Regions from separate parts of the Sus scrofa genome. Here region 2 is linked to region 1. The links are chromatin contacts, called in public Hi-C maps. All regions are on one chromosome and are shown on one strand. The core of a region is the stretch at or near the end of the contact, and the rest is flanking DNA. Distances in the headings are between cores, read along the strand shown. Region 1 holds the start of RAP1B (ras-related protein Rap-1b). Region 2 holds the start of NUP107 (nuclear pore complex protein Nup107).

Evidence for each region. Hi-C and Micro-C count contacts between places; a contact is called where the count stands out from the background.
Region 2: a contact with region 1 is called in a Hi-C map of embryonic fibroblasts, with 2.4 times the contacts expected there. The contact joins the promoter of NUP107 here to the promoter of RAP1B in region 1. A contact is called at or near these places in 2 of 5 promoter capture datasets (fetal liver and liver), 9 of 47 Hi-C or Micro-C datasets (blood, embryonic fibroblasts, heart right ventricle and 3 more) and 2 of 2 datasets of contacts at active chromatin or transcription factors (alveolar macrophages and skeletal muscle).

Annotation. Positions count from the first base shown.
Region 1 is chr5:32,908,931-32,911,630 of Sscrofa11.1, forward strand. RAP1B (ras-related protein Rap-1b) reads left to right here and starts at 1,251. Exons shown (of 8, transcript XM_005663969.3): 1 at 1,251-1,467.
Region 2 is chr5:32,988,374-32,991,073 of Sscrofa11.1, forward strand. NUP107 (nuclear pore complex protein Nup107) reads left to right here and starts at 1,288. Exons shown (of 28, transcript XM_021091969.1): 1 at 1,288-1,529. The coding sequence starts at 1,522.

The DNA.
Region 1 (2,700 bases), core at 1-2,500:
GTTGCAGGTTTGGTCCCTGGCCTTGCTCAGTGGGTTAGGGATCTGGCGTTGCCCTGAGCTGTGCTGTAGGTTGCAGACGCGGCTCAGATCTGGCATTGCTGTGGCTCTGGTGTGGGCCAGCGGCTACAGCTCTGATTAGACCGCTAGCCTGGGACCCTCCGTATGTCGCAGGAGTGGACCTAGGAAAGGCAAAAAGACAAAAAAAAAAGAAAAAAGTTTTTCTAAGGAAAGAGAAATTACCGAAATATGTAACATATTCAATTAACCTAAATTGTGAAACACCTAGAAAGCACTTACATACAGAAAACTTAGGATAATTATAATTCATTTTTAATTATTCCTTTAACTTAGTTTTCAATTACTAGCATTTTTTTTTTCTTCTTAGGGCCATACCTTATAACAAGGCAGTTAAACTATGAACTAAGCAAAAGTCTTTAATGACCCTCTCACTCCCTACTTTTCCCTGCACTTTGCTCTCTCTGAATCTTTTTGCCCTTCAAAACTTAGTTTCATAAAAAAGCTAATACCTTTTATAAAGGGTAGTTCTAATTTTAGCCTTTTCTCTAATAATGGTAAATTCTCTTAAGTTACTGCCTTTTTTAGAACAAGGCATTTTGGGAACAGAAAGTGCTTTCTGTTGCCCAGTAAATACATCATAAACCTACCTGTGGGTAACCCTTTAAAGTGCCAGAGTCATGTATTTATGCTATTTAACTCAGATAAATAGCTGATTTAGGTACAGAGTACAAAGTTGTTTGGCCTCATAGGTTAGTTAACTCCGTTTGGCAGGGTAATTTGGAAAGAGTTGTCCTGGGTTAAGACACCGGTAGAAAAGATACTTGACAATTCAAGAGAAACCATTTCAAGAATGAAAAAGACTGTGCCCTAGCCTAGGAGCCTTCACCGGACCTCTGGGTGTGGAAACTGCTCCTTGCTACTTTTCCAGCTACTTTCCCCAGCACAAAGGAATAAGCGACCACCAACTGGTAGTGTTGGCGACTGGATTACAGTTTGCTTTAGATGCACCTTTTGAGTTTCGGAGGGTTTCTAAGCCCCTCGCAGCAACGTAACCCGCTAGGGTCTAGGAAGCCAAAGCAAGGCCGACGGGGCGGTGCGGAACAGAGAGAAACGCCGCTGAGAAAATGCCGCGAAGGGCGCCGCGCGCGTCCGGTTTGCGCTGCGGCGCCGCGGAAGACTCCGCCCCTCGGCTCCCCTCGCCCCGCCCTAGGCCCCGCCCCTTTCCGGGCCGCGCTCCCGCGCGCCCCGCCCGCGGACGGAAGCGAGAGCGAGGCTGAACGCCTGACGTCAAGGCGACACCGCCAAACCTCGCCCAGAGTCAGGCGTGTAAACCAGCCGGAGCGGCGGCGGCGGCAGCGGCAGCAGCAGGACCGCCGTGGCGCCGGGAGCAGCGACCCGGAGGGAACGCGAGGCGACGCTGGCTGCGGCGACCCGGTGACAGCGTGAGAGGTTAGCATAGTGCGTGCGTGGCTGCAGAGGGGAGCGGCAGCGCGAGGCGGGGGCCGGGCGCCGGCTAAGGGGAGCGGGTGGGGTGCGGCGCGGGCCGGGCGGGGCGCGCGCGGCGGTCAGGGGGCCCGGGCGGCGGCGGCGATGGCAGCCTCGGCGCGCGGCAGGTGGTGCGAGGGCCCGGCGCCGTGCGGGTGAGGGCGCTGCCTCCCAGGCCGGTGGGGACCAGCCGCCGCGGCCGCCGCGGGGAATCAGCGCGCTTTGCGGAAGGGGTCAAATGTCTGAAATATGGCGGAGGAAGTGAGAGCCCGAGGACCCCCCCACCCGCCTGCTCCCTCCTGCCCGCAGCCGCCGCAGCCTCTCCCACTGCCCGCCGTTCCGTACAGCTCCCCGGAAGACTCGTCCCCCCGCCCCTGGCCCCCTCGCTCGCCGTCTCCGTTCCTTCCCGGGTGTGAGTGCAAGTTAGAACGGAAACCAGAAAGTTGTCCTTTGCGAAGACCCAGCTTCCCCTAGTCCCGAGCAGGGGTGAGGAGCGTTCTGGGGAAACCACTCTCCGACGCCCTGCGGGCTTGAGCTTGACAGGGGAAAAGTTTGCCTGAAACGGGGTTGGCTTGCTCCATTTGTTGCGGGAAGTGGCAGGAGGAAGGCAGCGGAGGGAGCCCCACCTAGTCTGGCAGCAGCCACCGCGTAGAGAAAAACTGTTAAAGGGGCCTTTCCCTTCGTCAGCAAGAGGAAATCTCTTTCTCTTACAGAGGGAGAGAAAATCCAGGAAGTTTGTCCTCTTTTTCGCCATCTCGATGTGTCTAATTCTAAAACTGTCAGCGCCATGAATCTTTTAAAACTATTCCCAGAGAATCGGGCCATCTGAATTTTTCTTCCGAAAAAAACCGATGGCTTTTAGAGAAAAGATCATCCTTGGTGAATTTAAGCAGACGATTCGTTTCCCCTTTGCCTGTTCCCCCACCCCCTTTTATTAGTTTAGAACATTTTTGTTCTGCAGTTCTATGTTACTGTAAGGGGAAATCTCGTTTTTAATGGGGTAGAAGTTGACACTAAATGGAGATTGTGATTTTAATATTTTTCAATTGATTCAGCCTGATTAGATTTTTGTTTTGCTAGTAGCATAACATCTAATACAGAACAAGTGCTCATAACTTAAAGTTCCCAACTTGTAACTTCATTTTTAACCCTCTTTTTTTGCAATTATAGTGCTGCTTGTACTTGACAAACCTTATC
Region 2 (2,700 bases), core at 38-2,537, 79 kb after region 1:
CGCACTTTTCCACAAGTATTCTCTCTTTTCACTTGAATTAAACACCGAGTTAATGCCCCAAACTGCTCTTCCCTTTTATTGTGTGCCTTACACACTTCAAGTATATTATATGAATAAAACATATTGGATGAGATCCTACTGTATAACTCAGGGAACTATATCCAATCTCTTGGGATAGACCATGATGGAAGATTAATATAAGAAAAAGAATATATATGTATGTATGACTGGGTCACTTTGCTGCATAGTAGAGATTGGCACGTTGTAAATCAACTAAAAATTAAACACACAAACAAACATTGGAATTCATTTGCCAGAGGACACAAAGCAAGAACCTGAAACACTGGTTCATAGTTTGAATAAACCTGCCTCTGGCCCTGACCAAAAACCATTAAGACCACATTTCAGTTTCCATAAAAGAACAAATGCTCTTTTGTACAAGGAAATTCATAGATGGAAAAAAAACAAGAGAGCACTTGGTGGGGGGGATCAAGCTGTTATTGGAAGAGGAGAAAATTAACATTTCGATGAGTGCTGTATGCAATGCACATTGGACATCGCTTCTTAATCCTCCCAAGAACTCAGTGATAAAGGCGTTATCTCCTTTCCACAGATGAGAAATATGCGGCTCAGGGGTTCTGAGCCTAGCTGGAGCCCAAAGCCACGTTTTCTTAAAACCCCACGTCGTCTCAGCGGGAATTAGGTATGAAGACGTCTTCCTGGGAACTACGTTTCCCAGGATTAGAGCATAATGTAAATGCCTTTCGCCAAACTTCCACTGATTCAGGGCCAGAATATATTACCTTTTGCCTATCCGGCACTTTGAAATAGAAGGCAATACCATCATCTTTCATGCTTTTTAAGACAAGTGATTCTTTTTTCTTTAATGGGGAAAAATAGCAAGTGAAGAACAAATAGCCATTGTAGAAAACAATTTCAAAACCTGTAGGGGGTTTACACTACAGTTCAAACAAAATGAGTACAAGAAGAGAGAGACACGGACCCCCGAGGTGTAGAGCAGAGCCTGCACATCTCAATTCCAAATCTGGGCTGTTTCTCGTAGAGAATACCAGGAAATGACTTCACGTTTTTCTGAACTATCAATACAAGTCAAGTATCCCAGTAGGAGAACCCTACTTCTGGACCACGCCCACAAATGCCAATCAGGCAAAGGGGCGGCCGAGCAGCGCCACTAAACCCGGTCAGGTCCCGCCTCCTGCCCCGCCCCTGGCCCTGCCCGGCTGAGCCCGGCTGGGTCGACCACAAGATACACCTTTGCGCCTGCGCAAACCGAACCGCCTGCCCCTGGCAAAAAGAAATTGCGCATGCGCCAAAGGGGAGAGCTGGTTTTTTGTTTTTTTTTTTTTTCTCCCCGCCCGCTACTCAACTCTTTTCCTACAGCGGCTTAGCGAGGCTATGCTTCCGGGTCAAAGGGTTTGCTTCCGGAGAGCGGGAAGGCCGAAACGCGGCGGCTAGGTTGGATCTGAGTTTATAAGCTTCTCGTTGGAAAAGGCCGTGGCCATGGACAGGTTAGTTCTGGTGATGACGGCTGGGCTCGGACACTTGTCTCTCCCCGTTGGAGGAACGAAATGGGTGAAACCCGACTCCCGGAGGAAACCGAGGAAGGCCCGGATGCTGACCCGGGACTTCTTTTCTGGGCTGGGGGACTACAGCTGATGGAAGAAAGGCTGCCTAGGTCTGGGAGGGATAAGGATAATGATAATCCCCTGCGTTTCCGCTTGACTCCACCATCTGTTCACTTTCGCGCAACAGTTTTCCCTCCTGGGGTGGGCGGGGTAGGAGGTGGCCCGGCCTTCGAGATGCTATTACCTGCCGGAGATCACAAAGCCAGTCAGTGACGGAACTGGGATCTCAGCCCAGACCTTCTCATTACAAGTTGCAGCATCACATAGTTAACTGTATTGAGTTCTTTCTGTGACACTGGCTCTATGCTAGGCACCTGCGACAAAGATGAGTTATTTAAGCTTTTTGGCCTTGGAGAATGCGTAGTGGAGGAGACAACCGAGCGGTACAAAGTGGTGTTTTTGGTACTGCTCTTTGGGAAGAGAAATGAGGGAGCACGGAAGTCTCCCTGTCCTGGAAGGTATGCGGAAGACCTCTCAAAGGAGATAACTTTCTAGTTGGTCTTTGAATAACATTAGCCTACAATGAGTACGCTTTAAATGTTTTATTAGCTAATCTCCCTAACAATCCTATGAGGATAGTTACTGCGATCCTCTTTTCATAGGTAGCACTGGGGCTAAAAGAGGTTAAGGAACTTGGTCAAAGTTAGGAAGCTAACAGATAAGAGAACCAAGACACCAACCTAGATCTGTGTGTGTCCAGACTCCAGGAGGCTGTTTGATAAGTAAATATTCACCAGGTAGACCAAGGAGACAAATGTAGGCCTCTGTAAGAGAAATAATACGTACAAAAGTGTAAGGATATGAAAGGATAGTTGAATGGTCACATTCACTGTAGCTTTGTATGGGAGTGATGTTTGTGGCTGAATATAAGCCTGAACTGGTAAGCTGGAATCAAATTGTAAAAACTGTGCTTGAAAGTTTGAATTTGATTCTGTAGGCCACAGATAGCTATCTGAAGATTTTAAGTAGAGGAAATGCATATTAGAGTCTTAAGATACAGGTCTCATAATTCGCACAATATTTTTAGACTTTGGGTGGAGAATGACAGGGGCGT